Regions from separate parts of the Hordeum vulgare genome. Here region 2 is linked to region 1. A link is a contact called in public Hi-C data. All regions are on one chromosome and are shown on one strand. Each heading gives the region's core, a stretch centred on a gene start, on an enhancer-like site or on the middle of the called end of the contact. The rest is flanking DNA. Distances are from core to core; before and after follow the strand shown. Region 1 holds the start of LOC123447973 (calcium-dependent protein kinase 24). Region 2 holds the start of LOC123447975 (integrator complex subunit 3 homolog).

Region 1 (4,383 bases), core at 1,327-3,826:
TCAAAGATCTGAACATATAATCTTCCACCAAGTAATCCAACTAGCATCAACTACAAAGAGTAATTAACACTACTAGCAACCTTACAAGTACCAATCGGAGTCGCGAGACGGAGATTGGTTACAAGAGATGAACTAGGGTTTGGAGATGAGATGGTGCTGATGAAGATGTTGATGGTGATGAGCCCCCTCCGACGAGAGGAGTGTTGGTGATGACGATGGCGACGATTTCCCCCTCCGGGAGGGAAGTTTCCCCGGCAGGATCGTCCTGCCGGAGCTCTAGATTGGTTCTGCTCAAGTTCCGCCTCGTGGCGGCGGCGATTCCTCCCGAAAGCCTCCTCTTTATTTTTTTGGAACGAAACCCTTCTTGTAGCAAAAGAGGGGAGCTAGAGGGCCAGCTGGGAGCCCACAAGCCCCCTAGGCGTGGCTAGGGGGAGGTCGCGCTTAGCAGGTTTGTGGACTCCTGTTGGCGCCCCTCTGGTACTTCTTCGGCCCAACATTTTTTATAAAATCCAAAATAAATCCTCGTTGATTTTCACGGCTTTTGGAGTTGCGCAGAATAGGTATCTCAAACTTGCTCCTTTTTCAGGCTAGAATTCCAACTGCCGGCATTCTCCCTCTTCATGTAAACCTTGCAAAATAAGAGAGAAAAGGCATACGTATTGTACCGTGAAGTGTAATAACAGCCCAAAAAGCGATAAACATCAACATGAAAGCATGATGCAAAATGGACGTATCAGCCCCCTTGCTTGGGGGCTACTCCACCCTAGGGCCGTCGCCCTCTTCCTTGGTGGAGGGGCTAAGGCCGGGACCCCCTCCCCTTGCCCCTATATATAGCAGGGTTGAGGGAGGGTAGCTGGACCCCAAGCTCTTGCCACAGCCCTCCCTCTCCCGCTACTTCGTTTTCTCCATCGTTCATGTATCCGGTAGTGCTCAGTGAAGCCCTGCCGGAATAGCACCACCACCATCGCCGACACATCACCGCGTCGTCGGTGATCCCATCTACTACTCCGCCCTCACTTGCTGGATCAACAAGGTGGAGACGTCATCGAATCGCACGTGTGCTGAATGCGGATGTGTCGCCCGTTCAGCGCTAGATCTGATCGGATTGCGATTGGATCTTAACGAGTATGACTACATCAAGCGCGTTATATACGCTCCCGCTTAACGCTCTACAAGGGTACGTAGACACACTCTCCCCTCTCATTGATATCCATTTCCTAGATTACATCTTGGCTGTTCGTAGGATTTTTTTGTTTTCCATGCTTCGTTCCCTAACAAGTAATTCACCCAAACTGACTGATTTTCATATAAACAAGAGCACATTCATTACAATTCAAACTTATTTTCATTAAAAAAAGAGCGACCAGACCTAATCCTATCATATGGCCGCATCGGCGACCGCATCCTCCATCTGCTGTCTGCATGAGCGCTAGCGGGTTTCAAGGCACGTGAAGTGAAGGCGTTGTCTTTGGTAAGAAAGAGTAGGACATGGGAGACAGACCGACCTACATGGGTCGCTAGGCCTTGCCGCCTCCCATACCCTACTCATCCTCGAAGGAGCCCACGATCTATCCGTCGCCGGTGCCGGTGAACGTGAGGTCGATGATGGACGTGGACGAGCAATCACTGTCCACGTGCCACATGCGCCTCCCTCGAAAGTTGGATGGTGTCGCGTAAGACGCGTAGCTGGCGGAGTTCTCATCCTCGACCGCCAACGCCGCCAACACCCGCATGTGTGATGTCGCGTCTGCGTCCGACGGCATCGTTGTTTCGTTAATGGGTAGGAACGTGCGCGGACGCGGGTGAAGAGTTTTGGGTGGGTCAGGTTAGTCAAGAGCGGACGTGGTAGAGGCCCGGGCGTCCGCACCCCCCCCCCCCACTTTGTCTCCGCTTTACGCAAAAAGTGTGTTCAGTCCGGTCAACGGATTGATACACGACCGCGTTGGATGATGAACACGTCCGACAGTGCGGTCTAGGTGGTTACGCGTGAGGGTGCCTTAATGAACCTATAAGAGTAAAATTCTACCCACTAGGTCATGTTTGGAACCACTCAGATTATGATAATTTATTTTTTATAATCTATACTGTCTCCAAATAGGATAGATTATATATAAATTATAAAACTAGATGGATAGATAAAACGGGATTATGAATTGCTAATGATTCATTATCCTTGTAAAGTTAAGGACAATTACTAATTTCTGCCATCGCCACCCTCCTCCTTTTTTCTTCTCAGCGCGCGCAAGACACACAAGTCATTATGTAACGTGAAAACCTGAATTACATATTATATAATCTAATCTTCAAACATGTCAATCTAGATTATTTTTATAAATCTGATTATATAGTCTATCTTCATAATTCAGATTATCGTAATCTATTCTGGTTTAAACATGGCCTTAGTAGGGAATATCCGATAATGAACATTTTGCGGAGAAAAAAGCCATACTGTGTTTATTTATTGAAGAAGTAAAATAATGGAGGAGGGGTTCTTGGTTCCTTCCTCCCTCCTTCCTGAAAACCCCGTGGAGTCGTGGTACGACCCGACCCGACCTAACAATCCTGCTCGGCATTCTCCTTCCCCCATTCCCCCTCTTCACCAACCCCTTTTACCATTTCCAACCCCAAAAGAAAAACCAAGAGATTACCGTCGTCCTGGTCGTCGTCGTCGTCGTCGTCATCATCCCATCCCCTCCCCCCTACCCCAGAGAACTCGTATAAAAAATGGGCGAGCCACCAAGATCCTGTCCTTTTGTGCGACCCGACTCCTCCAACTTGCAGTAGCTCCACGCAGGATAAAGAGGTTTGTGCCAATCTTTTCCCCCAGTTCTTCCTTTTTTTCCTCATTCTTGGGCGAGGTTGCATCTTCCCCATGTGACACCTGAGAAAGTGAGAGCAAGATTTCTTCGCCCTTTTATTTCTTGCTTCACGCTCTGGCCATAAACCTCCCATAAAGCTCCTTTTTCTCGCCTCACAATCTCGTCGACAGGGTTGGAAAGCCCAAGAATCTGCAGAGCCCCACTCCGAGATCCCGAGCTTTCTGCGTTTTCCTCCGTCGCAATCCGCAGGAATCCCCATCGGAGGTGAGCGAGCTCCCCCTTTTTTGACCGGTTCTTGATCGCATCCCCGGTTTCCTGACCCCTCGACGTTTCTTGATTCAAGGTTTCGCGGCCTCCGTGCCGTTCTTGATCCAGGGCGCGCGCCAAGGACTCGCCAATGCAGCCGGACGCGAGCGGCAACGCTGCCGGCGGCGGCGGCGCGAATCCGAGGCCGAAGCTGCCGCCGCCGGTGGCCGCCGCGCCCGCGCCATCCGGCCGGCCGGCGTCCGTGCTGCCGCACAAGACGGCCAACGTGCGGGACCACTACCGCATCGGGAAGAAGCTGGGGCAGGGGCAGTTCGGCACCACCTACCTGTGCGTGGCCAAGGAGGACGGCGGCGAGTTCGCGTGCAAGTCCATCCCCAAGCGCAAGCTGCTGTGCCGCGAGGACTACGAGGACGTCTGGCGCGAGATCCAGATCATGCACCACCTCTCCGAGCACCCCAACGTCGTCCGCATCCGTGGCGCCTACGAGGACGCGCTCTTCGTGCACATTGTCATGGAGCTCTGCGCGGGCGGTGAGCTCTTCGACCGCATCGTGGCCAAGGGGCACTACACCGAGCGTGCCGCAGCGCAGCTCATCAGGACCATAGTTGGGGTCGTGGAGGCATGCCACTCGCTCGGCGTCATGCACCGGGACCTCAAGCCGGAGAATTTCCTGTTTGCCAGCACTGCCGAGGACGCCCCGCTCAAGACCACCGATTTTGGGCTATCCATGTTCTACAAGCCTGGTATGTACTATGCTTCTATTGATTTACACATGTCTGGTACTTTGTTTTTTCATATGTAGTACTGTGTTGACCAGTTCGAGCTTTGTTGGTATAGCATATGTGATCAGGTTGATTTGAATGGCCATAGTGCTTTCATTCCTTTTGCTAGAGTAAGAATGCTTGCCATGATGTGACATTGCTTTGATAGTGGGAAAAACTGGTACTGGAAGTGGAACAGTGTTGGAGTTCCAGTTGGAAATGATAATCAGTGCGTTGTTGTAGTTTGCAACAAAAGGTGTGCCAGAAACAGGTCCTGGTATTAATGGATACCAAGGGTGGTGTTTGTGCCATTGTGTGGTTTATCTCGTTGGAACCTTGAAGGCTTGCCAAAACTTGTCTTCATAAGATTACCATTTCGTATCCTCCTATGGACGGGGTGACAAGTGTGTTCATATAATGAGTCAAGTCTGGTTTGAATCTCTGAAGCAAGTTTAGACTAGTTACATGTTGTAAAATGTGTAGTATCAATTACTAGCGATATCATCAATCTAGTTGTTATTCCAGTGTGCTGTTTT
Region 2 (4,383 bases), core at 724-3,223, 170 kb after region 1:
ATTGGTGTAATGACCAAATCTGTTTTTTCATTCAAATCTACTACATTCCAGTCAACAACAATCTTCCTAGCACCATGGGTTCCCTCCTCTCCATCTACATCAATCCCTGTATCTTCATCTATTACAGACGGTTCAGTCAACAATGCCAACATATTCTTTTGTGAAACCCACACATCATCTTCCAGCTGTGCAACCATCTTTGATGGCACATAACCAACTCTGGAATTAGTTTGCAGATCAATTAGCTCTGCATAAAATGTTACTTGTTTGCATGCCCACCCTTCTTGCTGATCAATTTCAGCAACCATGGATTCTCCATCTTCAATTCTAACATATTCACCATAGTAGTTGTCGAAACGTTGCACAGATACCTCTTGTTCTGGACCCCAAACAATACTCTCCCCAATTCTGTCCACCAAATTGCCCACGGCCTTCTCCTTCATGCTCTCTAATTCCTGGGTATCAACATCTGCAAGTTCGACATCCAACCTGGCGGTGGTATCTCTATAAATGTCTTGGACACTGCCATCACTGAGCTTGGCTTTACAGGGAAAAAAATCCACTATAATTGCGAATGTGGTGGCAGAACCAGAACCTCCCCTGTTTTGTCAATGGCGGGCAGCGGTAGTGTAAGCTACACTCACTACCAAATCGAGTTTGATAACAACTAAAAGAGAAAAGAGGGAGGGGCAGCATTACCGATTTGAAGCACTGTCTCCTCGCTCCATCTAATTCAGCCCCCGCGCTCCTATCCAATCGAGATTCTAAATCGCCAAGAAACAGAGCATGAGACCATAGATCTATCCAAAATTTTGGGGAATGGGACTAGGGTTTCGAAAATACTCACTCGCAATAGCTCTGCCGCTGCCGAGAAAGGCGCTCCACCACCGCGGAGAAGAAACTGCCGCCTCTGCCGGAGAAGATGCACACGACGGTGCCGCTCGCCCAGTCCTGCACGGTCAAGTCGAGTATGGTCACACAGTCATTGGTCGAGTAGTGGACGGTTGACTCTTGACGACGTGGCCCTAGGTGGACCCCACCAGTCAGAGCACATTCCTAACCAAATCTCAGCCTAACTAACATCCAGTTAGCCCCGTAAACGGGTTGTGTTGCTTGAGCTATTTCTGTGGTGGGAGATGTCGCATGAGAGCCATTACAACCAACGACGTCGCATGAGAGATAATTCAACTCAACGACGTCGCATGGGAGCTATTCGCCCCGAGCATCCCGACGCGGTCCTCTGGGGTGGCGCCTGGGATCCGCTGCAGCTGGACGTGCTGGTGGTGCAGGAGACGGTCGCGCTGGCCTCGGATGCTCTTCGCGGTGAACATGGCATGCATCAGGATTACCCGTAGATCCTCCTCCCTCACCCATATCGCCATGGCCGCTGCCGCCGCATCGCCTCTCCCCCCCCTTTTTTTTCCTTTTTCTTTCGAGGGTACCGTGTTTTCTTTTTCTTGGAGCAAATTTTGCCTCTCCCTTATAACTTATAAGAGCTGGAGCCCAGCCCACTAACAAATTTGTGTCCTGGAGCCCAGCCCACTAAGAAATTTGGGACCGTTCATGCGTGTATTGTATAGGAACCTAATGAAGAAAGGGATCCATCCTAAAAAAAAACCTCTTTTCACCCTCGGGCCTCCCGCAATGACGCCGCCGCCACCACGGCTGCTCGCCGGCGGCGACCACAGTCCACCCCCCACGTCGACCTCCTCCCCGGAGCATCCTCTCTTCTCGGCGCACCTCCTCCTCCCGGACCCATCCCCCTCCGATCTCTCCTCCCCGCACCTCCCCCACGCTCTAGCCTTCTCCTTCCTCACCCACCCGCCCCCTCTCCCGCGCCGCCTCCTCCTCCTCCTCCACGCCGCTGGGGGCCGCTTCCCCGCCTTCTACCACTCATTTGCCTCTGCCCTCCTCTTGCTCCCCTTCCCCCTCCTCCTCCCCCACCCACGCACCCGCCTACTCCTCGCCGCCGCCGAGCTCACCCGCGCGGCCGCGCCGGGGTTCGCGTCCCTACTCCTCTCCCTGCTCCGCCGCGTGCCCTTCCCCGGAGACGCCCGCCTCCTCGACCTCATCCGCGAGCATTCCTCCTTCCTCGCCGCCGAGGAGCCCCAGCTCATCGCCTCCGCCGTCTTTGCGTTCCTCCGCCTCCTCGCCAGGAACCGCCTCGCCCCGTTTCCCAGGAGCGCCGAGTGCAGCAACTGCGACGAGTGCAAGAACGCGAAGAACCTCGAAGAGTGCGTAGATAAGCTGATATCCTTCTGTGTCTCGGTGCTGCGGGATCACTTGCAGGTGTGCACGCTGATCGGGAGGGACCTCGCGCGGTCGCTCCATGAACTGGTGCTCGTGCCGGAGTTCCAGGGACTATGGAAAGACTTGATGCTGGCCCGCACTGTTGATATCTGCCGGTTTGCCACTCCAGGTTGGTGCACCACCTTGTCTATCTCGCCTGAGATGGAGACGCAACTGCTCTTCTTGATGAACAATGTGAAGTGGGGAAGCCAGAAGAGGTACCAGCTGTGGTTTGCGAGGAAGCATTTGATGGTGCCTGGAGGGGAGGAGAGGATACCGGACATTGTCCGCTTCATATGCTGCGGGTACCACCCGACCAATGAGGTTATACAGTCCGGTGTTATTGCTCGCTGGGCTGTCATTGGTTGGTTGCTGACTAGTTGCAGCAAGGGATACATTGTAGCGAATGCCAAGTTGGCGCTCTTCTATGACTGGCTGTTTTTTGATGAGACCAAGGGTAACGTCATGAACATTGAGCCCGCAATGCTTCTGATGTTGAACTCAATATCTCAGTATGTAGATATCACAAACATGCTACTTGAGTTCTTATTTCTTCTGATTGAGCACTATGAGGTGCGGAGGAAGGAGGCCATCGAGCAGTGTGTGAGGTGTGCATTTACAGTGCTGGTGAAAAAAGGAGTGCTCCCATCATTGGAGTTGTTGACATGCTGCGAGAAGCTATCACCATTGCTTAGGCAGAAGCTTGTGGCATTTTTATCTAGTACCAGTCCTGTAGAAGCTGTAGAAGCTTGCTTGAAACCGGTTAGTGAGGTTTCTAAACCAGCAGAATTGAAGAAGAGAGTTTGCTCAATCTAGATGCCACAACCTTCTATTTCCTGAATGAATGAACTGCAGTCAGCACCAATCCACCAATAATTCCACCTTGTGAATGATCTGAGAAGGCATACAGAGAGGGTCTACAAGACCACACCAATTTACAAGCAATTCAGGTGAAGGCATCCTTGAGCAAGAAAAAGGAATTTGGAGTGTGGGCTCATCATCAGCTTGCCCTTGGACCTATAAACCTGGTCCTCACCAATATCCACAGAATATGTCCAATCAAAGGCTACTCTTCGATTCGAACTACACTAGAAGTCAATTCAATTCCGTCCAATTAATGCTGATAACGCCACAGTACATGCAGATCATGAGCAGGAAGCTTTGATTTTTGATTTCTGCTGGTTGATAACTAAAACTCAAGAGTTTCTCAACATATAGTATCTCTGATTGATATGCGGAACACTTATGTTCATCTGAAGCATAGCATGAATTTAACTGAAGGGTAGACCGCTTCTTGTGATTCATTACAATTTAACTTCAAATGTGATGAACTGAAGTGCTGGCAGCAAAGTAACAACTGTCTCACAAACTCATCATCTGCTTGAACTGATGAAAGAAGCCTCATGGCCCTTTTGACAATTCTGAGATAAATACACAATATATGGATTGAATGATGTGATCAGACTTAAGACCTGGTGGCATGTGCAGCACAGACATCATGCAAATCAAGCTTGTGATAGCGAGTGTTTTTATTCAGGCATGCTTATACACCTCATGGGAGAAGTCACATACACCATGGGGAGTCTTTATGGATGTATTTCGAGTTATAGGACATTATCTGATCTAAGTAGGCCAACCTTATGTACTTGTAAACTATTTGTAATTACCGGTTTTTGTTATTCAGTAGTAAAATCCCTTTCATCGTATTTAGTGTCTTGTCCTTTCATTGAGGGCAGTAGGCTCCACATACCAACTCGCTCTCTGATGTTAATGTTTTTGGTGAGTAGACAAAGGTGCCAAATTCCTTTTCTGATTTACGCTTTAAACTTTTATCGAACACCTCGAGTCTGGAAAATATGCATATTTGTATCCTTATTTCTCTGGTTTTCTCCTAGCCATTGTGACACTTCCTAGTTCCTACTAATGCATTCTGATATTGAATACCATATGGCATTTTAATTCAGATATTTTATTAAGGCTTGGGAAAGCTCATTTCTTCCTAAATGAAAGCATCATATCAAGATTCATGGGGTTTACATACAAGATTGTTACATGGTTGGTATCCTCTTGATGGCATCCTTGGCAGGGAGTGTC

The links. A called contact is a pair of places that touch in the nucleus more often than the background predicts.
Region 2: a Hi-C map of leaf shows a contact between it and region 1, with 3 times the contacts expected there. The contact joins the promoter of LOC123447975 here to the promoter of LOC123447973 in region 1. A contact is called at or near these places in 2 of 6 Hi-C or Micro-C datasets (leaf and seedling) and 1 of 1 datasets of contacts at active chromatin or transcription factors (embryo).

Annotation. Positions count from the first base shown.
Region 1 is chr4H:89,925,805-89,930,187 of MorexV3_pseudomolecules_assembly, forward strand. It overlaps LOC123447973 (calcium-dependent protein kinase 24), which reads left to right and starts at 2,577. Exons shown (of 9, transcript XM_045124725.1): 1 at 2,577-2,803; 2 at 2,990-3,083; 3 at 3,163-3,829. The coding sequence starts at 3,217.
Region 2 is chr4H:90,092,041-90,096,423 of MorexV3_pseudomolecules_assembly, forward strand. It overlaps LOC123447975 (integrator complex subunit 3 homolog), which reads left to right and starts at 1,974. Exons shown (of 1, transcript XM_045124727.1): 1 at 1,974-4,164. The coding sequence starts at 2,377. The coding sequence ends at 3,105.